Linked DNA regions of Mus musculus: region 2 is linked to region 1. The links are chromatin contacts, called in public Hi-C maps. All regions are on one chromosome and are shown on one strand. The core of a region is the stretch at or near the end of the contact, and the rest is flanking DNA. Distances in the headings are between cores, read along the strand shown. Region 1 has its middle 39 kb from the start of Gm39448. Region 2 overlaps Gadl1 (glutamate decarboxylase-like 1).

Evidence for each region. Hi-C and Micro-C count contacts between places; a contact is called where the count stands out from the background.
Region 2: a Hi-C map of granulocyte-monocyte progenitors shows a contact between it and region 1, with 2.9 times the contacts expected there. The contact joins two enhancer-like sites. A contact is called at or near these places in 5 of 484 Hi-C or Micro-C datasets (embryonic stem cells, granulocyte-monocyte progenitors, immediate neuronal precursor and 1 more) and 2 of 115 datasets of contacts at active chromatin or transcription factors (astrocytes and microglia).

The regions. Positions count from the first base shown.
Region 1 is chr9:115,616,428-115,622,835 of GRCm38.p6, forward strand. No RefSeq gene overlaps it. Among named protein-coding and RNA genes, the nearest start is that of Gm39448, 39 kb to the right of the region's middle. Within about 2 kb of position 1,749, at least 41 of the 459 cell types and tissues checked have an H3K27ac peak or open chromatin away from gene starts, as enhancers often do. A contact at or near this core is called in granulocyte-monocyte progenitors, where this site is marked.
Region 2 is chr9:116,055,500-116,062,159 of GRCm38.p6, forward strand. The region is part of intron 14 of Gadl1 (glutamate decarboxylase-like 1); the gene reads left to right. Among named protein-coding and RNA genes, the nearest start is that of Gm31014, 4.4 kb to the left of the region's middle. Within about 2 kb of position 3,797, at least 56 of the 459 cell types and tissues checked have an H3K27ac peak or open chromatin away from gene starts, as enhancers often do. A contact at or near this core is called in granulocyte-monocyte progenitors, where this site is marked.

The DNA.
Region 1 (6,408 bases), core at 499-2,998:
CTGTGTTGTTCTGTTGTTCTTTCGCTGTCTTCTTGTCTCCAGATGATTCATTGTTTTCATCATCTAGTTTCCCCCATGAGGTTGCTGGGGGCCTTTTATTGAGGACGCAGCCAGTTCTAAGCTTGGCCCGAAAGCTCGGGAGTTTGAGCGAACATCTCCAGCACTTTGCTTTGTAACTGAAAGGTCAAACCTGCTCTTTCTGTGTGGTGGCAGAGACACTCTTTGTCTTCATGTCACCCATTGTCCCAGTCTCTGTCCTGCTACTGCCTTTGGAAGGGCATAGAGAACATTGTCCTAAGAAACGACCATGAGCAGGAGCTAGTTACATGCCAACGCACTGGCCGAGCTAGAAGACACGGAGGAATTTCTAGACACACGTAGCCCACAGAAGCAGAAGATCTGGAAAAAGCAATAACTAATAAGCAGATTGAATTGTTGAATTAAAAAAATAAACACAGACCTCACCAGAGAAAAATGGTACCATTAGTGAAATGTACCAAACAGTTCAAGAGTTAACACTGTTTTTTCACCCTTTTTCAAAATTCATAGGAGAGGTGACACTGATCAATTCATTTTCTATGCTAGAGTTACCTTGTTACCAAAGCCAGACAAGGATGCTGTAGGAAAATAAGATTATAGGCCGATATCCCTGATTAACATAGATAAAAAATGGTAGACAAAAATCCTAGCAGTCTAAATTCAACTTCACATTAAAAAAATCATTCGCTATGACTGAAAATCAATGTATGGCGCACTTCATTAGTGATGCCGAGGATAAAATTTACATAATCGCCTTCGCACATTCAGAAAAGAGTTGATGAAATCCAGCACGGTCACGTAATAAGATGTCTACTCTTACCTTCATTGTGGATGTCCCAGCCAGCGCACTTGAGCAAGAGAAAGAGACCAATGGCATCATATGAGTCAAAGGACAGAGGAGAGTAGTGTCACATTTATTTGCTGATAATATGATGTCATAATTGGGAAACTTTGAAGACCCTCTTTCTCCCACAGCCCAGCAGAAGCCTGTTGGAACCGTCAGCTACGTTTAGTGAAGTTGCTTCAGGTTGGTAGGAGCTGCGCTGTCAGGGTATTCTAAGTGTATTCTTAACTTTTGTGTTGAGACAGCGTCTCATCAGATGGTCCAGGCTGGCCTTGAATGCTGGAAATTAGGTAGGCTTTCTGCTTGAGGCTGTCCTGCCTTAGTCTTCTGAGGCGTTTTTTCAAGAAACTGGCTTGCTTTGGGTTCCCTTTTAATGAAATTTCTCTACTGTGGCTACATGTAAGGACCCATCATTCCGATCCTTCTTCTAGACTATAATAACTGATAAAGAATTTAGGGCTTGGGGGATTTGAGAAGCCTCTGGGGACACGACGGACTTGCCAGGATTGAGGAACCGGCCCTGTCTGCCCTTTCAGGGCAGAGACCCGCTCTTAGCACAGTGTCTGGCTCAAGCGAGTATGCTGTGCTCTGTGTCTTGGCGGTTTCATTTGGAAAGTGATTCTTGCATTTGTTGTGTTTGAGGGTTGCTTTTGTCTGGCGGGGCTGAGGGCTCTGTGGATAGATCTGATATCCTTGGCCACAAGTCTTCATGCTGCAGTGGGGATGTCGTAAAAGCCCTTGAGTTTATTTCACAGTGAATCTATAAATGGCTTGATCTTTGTTGGGAGATATAAACACCCCTTCCTGTGGCAATGATAGGCCAACGGAAGATGTTCACCCATACAGCTGCTCAGGAAGCCCTGCCTTCTTTCCTCAGGCTGCCTCCACAGCCTTAGCTCCTTGCAATGACCTGGGTGACAGGAAGCAGGCCCTTTCTCCATGGTGATCAGCTGTTCTTAACGATCATTCAACAGTTATTTTAAAATGACACCGCTTTCCCTAATATGGAGGCAGATGTGTCCTTCTAACCACAAACATAGGGCAAGAAAACCTGTTCCCACTGGGGAATATTTGAGTGGCATCTCCTTATCCTTATCTCCTTATCAAACAGCCTGACTATGAAGCTAGGAAGAGATACTGGGGGTGGGTCCCAGATATGATCCTTATTAATGCTTTGTCTTGATTCGTCTCCTAAAAGCTGTGCTTCCAGACCGAAGGGTCCCGGCCCCCAGCTGGCTTCGACTGGTAATAAAGTATTGCTGTACAGCCAATGGCTGGGTGGGGAGACAGAGGCAGGACTTTTAGATTGCTCTGACAAGGGACTGAGAGGGAGAGGGGGAAGTGGAAGGAATCCATGATGGGGGGAGGGGCAAGCAAGGAGAACAGACTTTAAGGCCTGCTGACATGTAAGATTCCAGGAAAGTGGCCCTAGAGGCCATTCCCCCACTGGGCCTGGGGTAGCAGAGGTGAAATATGGATTTAGCAAATATTAATTCAAGAATACCAGAGGGGAGTGTGTGCTAGCCTCAGGGAGGTTTAGAAGTGCCCAGCTGTTGAACTAGTCATGGCATATCCAAATTAGCTGGTGTGGGGGTGTGGGGTGTGTGTGTGTGGTGTGCCGTATGTGTGTGAGTGTGTGTGTGTCTTTCATTCGCGAATCCAGAGCTCTTGGGTGGGTGCAGAGCATGTGTGCTACCTGGCAGCAACCAAGGCAGATTAACTAATTTACTGCTACAGTCCTGTCTACTGTTTATGTGTCTGTTGGGTGTGACATCTGTGTGGGCCAGTGTCTTGTCAACTTGATATAAAGCTTGAGTCACTTGAGAAGAGGGTACTTTAATGGAGAATAAGCGAGCACCTACCAGATGCTCGTGAGGCATTTTCTTGATTAACGATTGATCTGAGAAAGGCTAAGCTCACTGTTGGTGGTGCCTCAATGGTTCTGTGGTCCTGGATGCTATCAGAAAGTAGGCCGAGCAAACCACGAGGAGCAATCCAGCACATAACATCCACCCATGGCTTCTGTCCCAGTTCCTGTCTCTAGCTTCCTTCCCTGGCTTTTTTCACAATGGACTGTGATGTAGAACTGTAAGCTGAAATCAACTCTTTGCTGCCTAAGTCATAATGGCATTTACCACAGCAACAGAAACCATAACTAAGACAAAACCTAACATCTATTGGCCTCACTTTGCCTCTTTGTAAAATGGGATGAATGAAAGACTGCCTACCCAGCTGCAGGAGGAGGTAGGGAGGTAAGACCCAGAAGTGATTGCTAAAGTTGGTGTGCAAATCAATATTAGCCCTTCAGTGTGTGGAGGTGGCTCCTGCTGCTGACATTGCTATGGGATGCTATGAGGGTGTGGACAGGCCTTTCATAGATCTGAGAGGCAGAGTCATCTTCCTCATGATACCTGCTAATGCTCCAAAGAGCACAGAGCCAGGAAGACAGGAGATCCTTTTTTGCTTACCATGTATCTGAATGAACAAATTCTAAACTGTGGTCTATCTCTAGGAGGCCACAACAAGAATTCTTCAGCCTAGTTCTTTTCCTTCAATCCAGCTAGATGGGCAAAATCTTCTAACCCTCGCCCCCTGTCCATATTCCACTAAAAGGAAACATAGGACTGAGGAGACAGCTCAACGGGTAAGGTTACTGCCATGCAAATGTAAGGACCCAGGTTCAAGTCCCCAGAACACACGCAAAGCCAGGCATGGTGGTGTGAACCTAGAATTCTGATGCTCCCAGGTGAGATGAGAGGCAGAACCGGAGGATCTCTGGAAGCCTGTGGGATGGCTTGCCTGGTGGACACAGCCATGAAGGAAGGAAACGAGAGGCTGCCTCAAACGAGAATGGTAAGGGTAGACCCCTGAAGTCTTCTGACCTCTACACATGTGCTATGGCATGCATACATTTGCATGTGTGTACACGTACATGTGGCATCCAGGGCATGAGCATCTAACTTGTAGGGAGACTATGGAGACCCGTGGTACTAGCGTATGCGGAAGTGATGTTGATGTGAGACAGGAGGATATCTGAGATGGGAAAGAGCTTTGCTGAACATCTAGTGCATGCAAACACTGTGTGAGCCACTACATTGCAGGTTCTCTTCCTGATCCTCTGGGGAGACTCTCATCTTGATTACATGCAAGAGGCCCTGATTTGCAGTTTGGCTAGGGCAAGATCACACAGTGTGAGGAATTCGTTCTGTTTGTGAACCGAGGTTAACCATAAAAGTAACTTACAGCTAGCTGCCTGTGTCACAGATTCTAAAAGGCTGACGGACAAATTAGAACTTCATGGCTGTGGAGAGTTGGAAAGTGACCGGTCCATTACCTTAGGCCATCTTTAGCCCCTTAGAAGTCACTCATAACCCGCTTTTGTGTTTGACCTAATATCCCCATGATATCAGGCAGACCCTCTGGAATATGTTAACAGATTGACACCAACCTGAGAGATCTGGATGTCAGCAGGTGCTACCAGAGACCCAGAAAGGAAATCTTTCCCTGTGTTTCTGTAACCCACCATCCTGGTGTTCATAACTTGATTCACGACTTCCTTTTGTATGGAATTGTAGAGGTCTGATGGAGTTGTTTCTGTGCTGAGGCACAAGAGACTGCGTTCCTCACCTGTGATCACTGATATTTGGGTTACAATGAGCATCTCTTATTCTTTTAAAGGTGGGAGCTGTGCTTGGTGTCAACTGGTCTCAGGGTTCGAAAGTATTTTCTTCCATCCTGGTGGGGGCACCGGGCATCTGAGACACAGTAGGCAGGCGGTGATGCTTAATCTTGACGGCCAACTTGGTAGGATTTAGAATCACAATGGAAAAAAAAATTCTGGCCGTGATGGTGAGGGATTCGCTACATTAGTTTGTTGAGGTGGGAACACGCATCCTGACTATGGCAGCCCTGTGGTGTGGGCTGAGCGCCGACTGAGTCAGGAGGTAAAGGCAGCTGAACCCCAGCGTTTACCACTCTTAGCTTCCTGACTGTGGGTGCCACGTGACCAGGCACCTCCTGTACCCACACGGGACTTCCCTGCTGTGCCCTGGAAATGTTAGCCCAAGTAAAGCACCCTTCTTTGTGTTGCTTTTACCAGGTACTCTGTGACAGCAGTGAGACAGGTAACAGATACAGATGAATACTCGAAAACTATTAAAAGGGAGAAAAACCCACAAAATTTGTTTTCTGATATATACAATGGTGCTACCAAGAGTCATTTATGTCCCATTTATGCCTAATTACCATATAGCGCAGTAATTATTATGATTAACTAGCTGACAGATGAGTTGGCTGAACATTTCATTTGATCTAGGAAGCACAGCACATATGGGTTCCATCTCCATCAATCCTCCCCCTGCGGCATGGTCATTTGTTCATAATTTTGGTAAGTGACAGCAACACTGGTCAGCAGTTTCAGACTACCATGTCCGGAAGAGACCCAGAACATGGAAATCACACGGTCTCTGCTCTGGTGTCAACACAGGAAAAATCCACTGATTTTCCAATTGTTGCTGCCTCTGTTCATGAGAATCATTAAGAAGAACGGGGACACTTGGAGGCAATGCAAAATCAAGGTGGGCTGCATCCTGAGTCTCACACGCGCTATTGTCTCGACAGCAAGAAAACACTCGTGAGAAACCGGATCCTTCTGCAGCAAAAAGGCGCTGCTTATATACACCTTAGTGTGGTGTGTCCACACCTGATTGGCTGCTCTCCCAGAGCCTCATCACCACGCCCCGGGATGGGCAGTGACTTGGCACGAATTTACTCTTGCACCTGCGCACATTACTTGTTTACCAGTTAGGCACAGCGGAGGCTCATGATGGCAATTGCTCATGGCTCTCCACACCTGAGGAATAACACTCAAGCTTGAACTCTGACCTCCACATGCACACATACACACATGCATGCACAGGACAGGTACATACCACATATGCACTATGCATGCACCACTTATGAATGCAGACACACACACACACACACACATACACACACACACACACACACACACACACACACACACACACACACAGACTTGCACAATGCAAAGGATGAGTGGATGAGCCAGGTGTGTTCCTCATGCCTGTGATCCCAGAACTACTCAGGAGGGTGAGTCAGAGGCTTTCAAGTCAAGGACCTGCCTGCTCTGGGCCGTCTAAAACTACAGAAGGAACGGGAGAGAGGTGTTTAGGATGCGGTACCTGAGATCCTGGAGCCTTGCGATGGTGGCTGCACTCGTCAGCCTGGGCAGCTGCAGACTGTCTTAAGGATGTGAGTGTGGTCTGATGCTTTCTTTACCCCATTTGCATTTATTGTGAAGAAATAGAAGAACCTTGCTTTCTCTGCCCATCCTGTCCAGTTAAAAACAGAGCGGAGGGGTTTCATCTACCTGTTTGCTTGGGCTAATAAATGATTTCCAAATGCCAAGTAAGTGGAAGGTACTTACACACACACACACACACACACACACATACACACACACATCTACAAAGACTAATTGCAACTGCCTATGTTGTGCTATT
Region 2 (6,660 bases), core at 2,547-5,046, 440 kb after region 1:
CTAAACTTAGCTCTTTTGCTACCAGGAACAACAGAATGAGCCTTAAAAACATTTCAACGTTTTTCCATCACAGCATAACATTTCTGGACACCTCTTTCATTTCCTTTGCTCATACATTTATCACATCTACACTGAGATTGTTCAGAGGGCTCCCTTCCTTCTGGTCAAATGGGAGATACTCACACACACAGAGACACACACACACACACAGACAGACAGACACACACACACAGAGACACACACACAGACACACACACACACACACACAGACAGACACACACACACACACAGACACAAACACAGACACACACACAGACACACACACACACAGACATCCATGTTACCAGTACTCCCCAGCGAGCATTCTCTTCTATTGGCATCTCTTAAAGAGAGAAATACACAGTGTCCCACCTTAATGGCACTGCAGAGGAAAAATTTCTCCAGGTACAGGCCCCAAAAGTTGCCAGAGAGAAGGAGTTGTCTTCATCTACCTCCTAATTTAATATATTTAATGATATTAATATATAATTATATATGGGTTATCTTTATGTTTATAGCAATACTGGCATAGAAAAATAATTGGGCTTATGAACATTTTTTTCTATACAGAAATTCTAAATTTGGGGGCAAGGGGCACAGCTCAACAGTAGAGCATTTTTCTAGCCAGTGGAAACTGGGTTCAGTCCTGAACACCACAAAATTAAAAGAGCTCAAGAAAACAAGCAAGCAGAAAATCCTAAATTTATTTGCATTTATTTTGTGTGTGAGTATTGTGTGCATGTGTACATGCAGGTGTATGTGAGTATAGAGGACAGGAGTTATCATCTGGTGTCTTTCTTCCCCCGTCTCTCCTTACCTTATATTTCAAGGCAGGGTTTCTCCCTTGAACTCAGAACTGGCTGATTCAACCTTCTGGCTAGCCGGCTTGGTCAGGGATCCCTTGTGTGGTGGTTTGAATATGCTTGGCCCAGGAAGTAGCACTATTTGGAGGTGTGGCCTTGATGAAAGACGTGTGTCACTGTAGGAGTGGGCTTTAAGACCCTCATTCTAGCTGCCTGGAAGTCAGTCTTCTCCTGTCTGACTTTGGATAAAAATGTAGAACTCTCAGCACCTCTAGCCCCACATCTGCCTGGGCACTGCCATCCTCCCTTCTTGATGATAATGGACAAAACCTCTGAACCTATAAGCCAGCTCCAATTAAAGTTGTCCTTTATAAGAGTTGCCTTGGTCATGGTATCTGTTCACAGCAGTCAATCCCCAAGACACCTTGTCTCTGCTCTCCTGGGGCTGGGATTCCAGGCAGGCTACCACTACCACCTAGCATTTACCTGCGTGCTAGAGATTCAAACTCTAGTCCCCTCATATGTACAGGAGGCATGACACCATCTCTCTAGCCTCCCTAAATTTCTTACAATCGTGTCTTCTTCCAGGACTCTTGTTATTTTAATAACAGGAATGCAACCTGTCTAATGAAGCAGACTGATGGTGTCATTTGGCCAGCATCTCTGTATGGATCTTCCAGCCAATAAATAATCACCTCTTGGTGTTTTCAGACAAATGCGGTTAGGGTAGATTTTAGGAACAGACTGTGTCCTTTTGATATTAGAACTCCAAATTCACATCGTGGACAACTGTACTAGGTAGTCAGGGCATATCTGTGGTCATTGTTCCACAATGCCATCTGTCTTTTTATTCCGTTGACGTAAAGGTCCACTCTTGATAGAGATGATAATTTTCTGGACTCTTTCAGGAGCAGGCGGCACTTTTTTAGAATCTTCTATGGCGATGCTGGAGTGGCTCTCCTCTGCTGTGCCGTCTCAAGGAAGCCTCTTGGTCTTTCTGTGTTTGATGTGTCATATCGGTCAGCAAATTTAATTGCCCTCAAAGCATATGTTGGAGTATTTTTCAGAAAACTGTTTTAAAAGAAAGGAAGGAAGGAATGGAGGGAGAAACAGCTAGAAGGAAGAAAGGAATAGAGGGAGGCAGGAAGAGAGAGGGGGAGGCCACTACTACCCTATGGTTGTTGGCTCTCAGCAAGGTGAAGAAGATTCTTTTTTTAGTGAAATTCTTGATAATTTCATCCTCGAGTGCCAGTTTCTGTCTGTTCCCCTCAGCAGACAAGCCAAAGCTTAATTTGCTTCATTGGCTTCGACTTTGACAAATCCAGACTCCTGGGCAGTAAAATTTCATAGGCATTTAAAAAAATTTTTTTTTTTATCCTTGGCTCATTTATATTTAAATATCTTCACCACCAGGAAACTTAAACATTTATGCACGGAGGTGACACACTCCTTACCATCTCTCAGGTCAGCCGTGGAACCCGAGCCCCAGGCTCTTGATGCTCTGGGTGGTCCTTACTGGCCGTGGAGCGGGCACTGCCCTTTTCCACATCCCTTTAGGATGGAGGCTTTGAGCTGCTTCTCATTATGATTGCACTGCTTTCAAAAGGAAGCTACGGAATGCCCCTTCTTCCCGCCTGGAGAGATCTGTTATTCCATGAAAAGTTTTATTTTCTCATTTGCACACAATTACCATTTACTTCCCAAAAGATGTCCCTGTGGGCTTCTCTTCAGATATCGATAAAAATAGAGCAACAGATTCGCTGACCCTGCACCACACTGGACTTTGTAATCCAGGGGGAAAGCACAAAAGGAGGACTTCACATGTGAGAGACAAACTGATACACTGCCTTTTCTGCCTCATATTGGAAGGGTCTTCCCAGGAGCTGGGGAGAGGGAAATAGGACTTAGGTTTTGGTTTCAGTTTTCCAGGTCTCTCAGTGAAGATCAGATTGGTGAAGAGCAGACCCTTTGCAGAGGGGACTCCCTACATTTGCCATGGCTCAAAAGGGCTCAAGCCCACAATCACACCAAGCTAGAAGAAGGCCAACGGGTGGAAGTTTCTGCAGGTTTTGTTTCCAAAGGCTCAAAGGCTGCACCTTGTTGATTTGCTTTATGTTGTAAAACAATGGAAGGTCCCAAACTGAAACTATGTTCTGCTTAGTATGGTCAACAGGGCCTGGGGAGCAGTGGGGCGAAGCACAAGATGGATTTTTGTTAAAACTAGGACAAAACAGAGTTATTCTAGGCAGTTCAACCAAGAAGACTGATATCAGAATGTCCGTAAGTCACTTCCTCACGCATGTGAGGAAACACCATGTCTGTTTGTGGGTAGTGGCAGTGTTTAGTTTTTTAAAAGGAAGTTGGTTGGCAGGATATCTCCTTCACATATATGAAACTACCTAAGATTTGATAGTTGTATATGTACAATGATGGAATGCCCAGAAGTGGTTAGGGTCAGTGGCCTCGAAGAGTTCCCATTCCCAGTAGATGCCAAAGTCCCACCAGCTTATTGGTATTGTCTTGCTTAGCCAGCGATAGCCTCACACCTATACATCTTCTAACTTAGTAGTCATGTATTCGAGAACTTGAGAGATAATTGTCCCATCCACTAGAACAAGTACTATTTCTGTAGACACAGTGTCCCTGTGTAGCCTGGAAGTCACTAAACAGACCAACATGACTTGAGCTCACACAGATTCACTTGCCTCTGCCTGCTGAGTGATAGGATTAAAGGTGTGCAGGGTGCCACAGCAATGACCTTGCACAAGGACTCTCCATTGTTTCAGATTGCCTTGGTATGCCATTGGCACATCTCAGTTCTCTTGCTTCCTGCGAAAACCCTGGGCAGGTGCTGTTCTACCCTGTGAGAAAATACAAAGCAATTTAGGGAAGCGAGAGTTTATTTTGGTTCAGAGTTTAAAGCCACACCCACTCTTGCTCATGACTGTCCCCTAACTCCAGCTCCCGGGCACCCAGTGCCCTCTTCTGGGCTTCACGGGCACAGCATACAAGTGTGCAAGCCTACACTTGCACAGCATGAAAACAGAAACATCATTTTTAAGTAGATTATGTGGGTCTGGTGACCACAGTATATGGATGATCTCACTTAGGACACTTTCAGTCTTGTGGATGCTGTAACCATGACAACAGGCTCACACATAAATTAGGTCTCCCCTGGGCAAACCTGCATCCCTAATTATGTATTCTTACAGCAATTTCAAACCCTCCTCTTCTCCCACTAACTAAAGTATGTCACAGCATACAGAGAAACCCTGTCTTGAAAAGCCAAAAAAAAAAAAAAAAAGAAAGAAAGAAAGAAAGAAAAGAAAAGAAAAGAAAAGAAAAGAAAAGAAAAAAGAATGTGAACGTTGAATTATATTCAGCTCTCTTCTTGGGGTTAAAAACTTTAGCTGCCCCCACTCGTTACTGAATGGTGTGGTACTTACTGAATGCCTTTTGAGTGTGGCATGCTGCAAAACAGGTGCAATTGGCACTGATTTTTCTGATAGAAACTATTGAGGCCAGACAAGTTTTAATTTTTTGATAGCTGGGTTCTCTTGCCCAAGGGCCTCTTCACTGCAGACCACCATGGCTGTCTGAGGCTCGCTTCAAAACACTGGCACCCTGGTATCCACCTCCTCAGGCCCCTATGTGCCATTCACACCATGGAGGCTGTGGGAGGAAACTGTGGCCATGCTGACTCCAGTCTCAGAGATGCCAACACAAGAGCGTGCTGGTCTACCTCCCAAGAGGCGGGTAGGATAAATTGTTGAATCTGGTCTGTGCTAAAGTCACCGTGCTTTGTGGCTCTTCCATAGTTTAAAGCTCACAAGGCTGGGGAGATGGAGACACCTTGGCCAGTAAAGCTCGCGTTGAACCAGCACAAGGACCTGCCTTTAGAACCCAAGTAAAAAAGCTGGGTGAGTCACCAGTATGGAGTCTTAGTGCTGTGACATGGGAGCAGAGACAGGTGACTCTACCAAAGCTGCCAGGCCTGTCAGCCTGGCTCCCCTGTAAAGTTCCAGACCAATGAGAGACCCTATCTCAAACAAAAGCTGTGACTTCTAAACTATACCTGTTCCCCATGCATACCACCACCACCACCACCACCACCTCATGCTCACATCATTATTTCAGGGAGCAGAGGACAGTCCTAGGGATTGAATCTGGTACCTTGTAAGCCCTATGAGAGTGTTCACACATTCCTACAGATTTTGTTATTTAGCTGATTATTCGATTGTTTATTTTAGACAAGGTCTCCCAAAGTTGCCCATGCTGGCTTTGAACTCAGCAGCCAGGCTAGCCTTGACCTTTGACCTCCTTCCTCAGCCCCCTGAGTAGTTGTCACTAGAGGTAAGCACCTCCAAGTCACACTTGTCACTGTTTTCAGACCGATTTAAAGTAGTCCTTTATAAAGGACAATTGAATCAGGATCCAGTTTGGAGTTTTTTCTCTGCACTTCCTCTTATCCTTCACTAGATGGCGTTCTGAGTCAATCCATAGCATCTGTGCCCGTGTTCTGGCCCAGGGGAATGTAGAAGCAGCATCCCTCCCCAACTGGCTTCCCTTTCCCCATCCCCAGATGAGTAAATGAGGTCTGCATGCGGCTGAGCATTTGGGAGGCCATCCTTGTAAATACTGTTGAGGTGGCTCTAATGGGAAGCATTTTGAAGTCATAGAATAGTTCTGTTGATTGGCAGGAAGTTTGGAGAGACCCATCATTACTGACCCCAGGCATCTAGCTGGTTCAGTGAATCAAGACCACATTCACTCACAGTCCTCATAAAGGAGACAGTCAGGCAGTCCCAACCGCCTGGGTTTTATGTAGAAAGGACAAATAGGTGAGAGGGGGAAATATAAAACAGACTAAATCTGGGACTGGAGAGATGGCGCGGTATCAATCTTCCAGAAAACCAGCACCCATGTCAGGGGCTCACAGCTGCCTGTAACTGCGGCTTCAGGGAGATAGATCACCCTCTCCTGGCATCTGAGGTCACCTGCACTCATGTGGCAGGCATATATACACATACATATGTACACACACAGACACAAATGCACAAAGTGATAATATAATGTTTTAAAAATACTGACACATTAATTTGATTCAGAAAAATAGGACAGCAGCTACCTTTTCAGGAGAAATTGGATTTGAAGATTTTTTTGCAAAAATATCCAAAGAGATGTATGCATTGATATGACTTTATCCCTTACCAGAATGAATATGAGTGTGTGCTTCCAATTCAATTTAATTCCACATCCCACTTCTTCTCTCCCTCCCTTCCTTCTTTATTACTCAGATAGACGAACATATCATAATCTTGACAGATCTATGCAGAGTTCGGTCATTCATGGCTGCCAGTAGTCAAGGAGACTGCAGTGTGTGTGTGTGTGTGTGTGTGTGTGTATGTGTGTCTGTCTGTCTGTCTGTCTGTCGGAGTGTGTGTGTGTGTGAATGTATGTATGTGTATGTATAGATATTGTGTTTGATGTCTAGAGGCTTATCAATGGGAGGATTTTTAGACCATCCAAGAGGGAAGATGCTAAAACCCTGGGAGGAAGGATGGCTTGCTTATGCCTGTGGTCTGTCTGTCTTCAGGAACACAACAGATCCTGATTCATTAGTCTCGTAACCTGTTTGTCATGTGACTCACTCACCCCTGTGGAGATGAGCTCCATCTGAGGAGCAGAACAAGCCTGTGGGGACCTGAAAGGCATCTGCTATAGACATCCATGTGCTCTCAAGCACTCGCATGATGTGTGTGCTACCCCGAATAGCCTGAGAGGATGGGAAGGGGGATACATGCTAACCCAAGCAGTG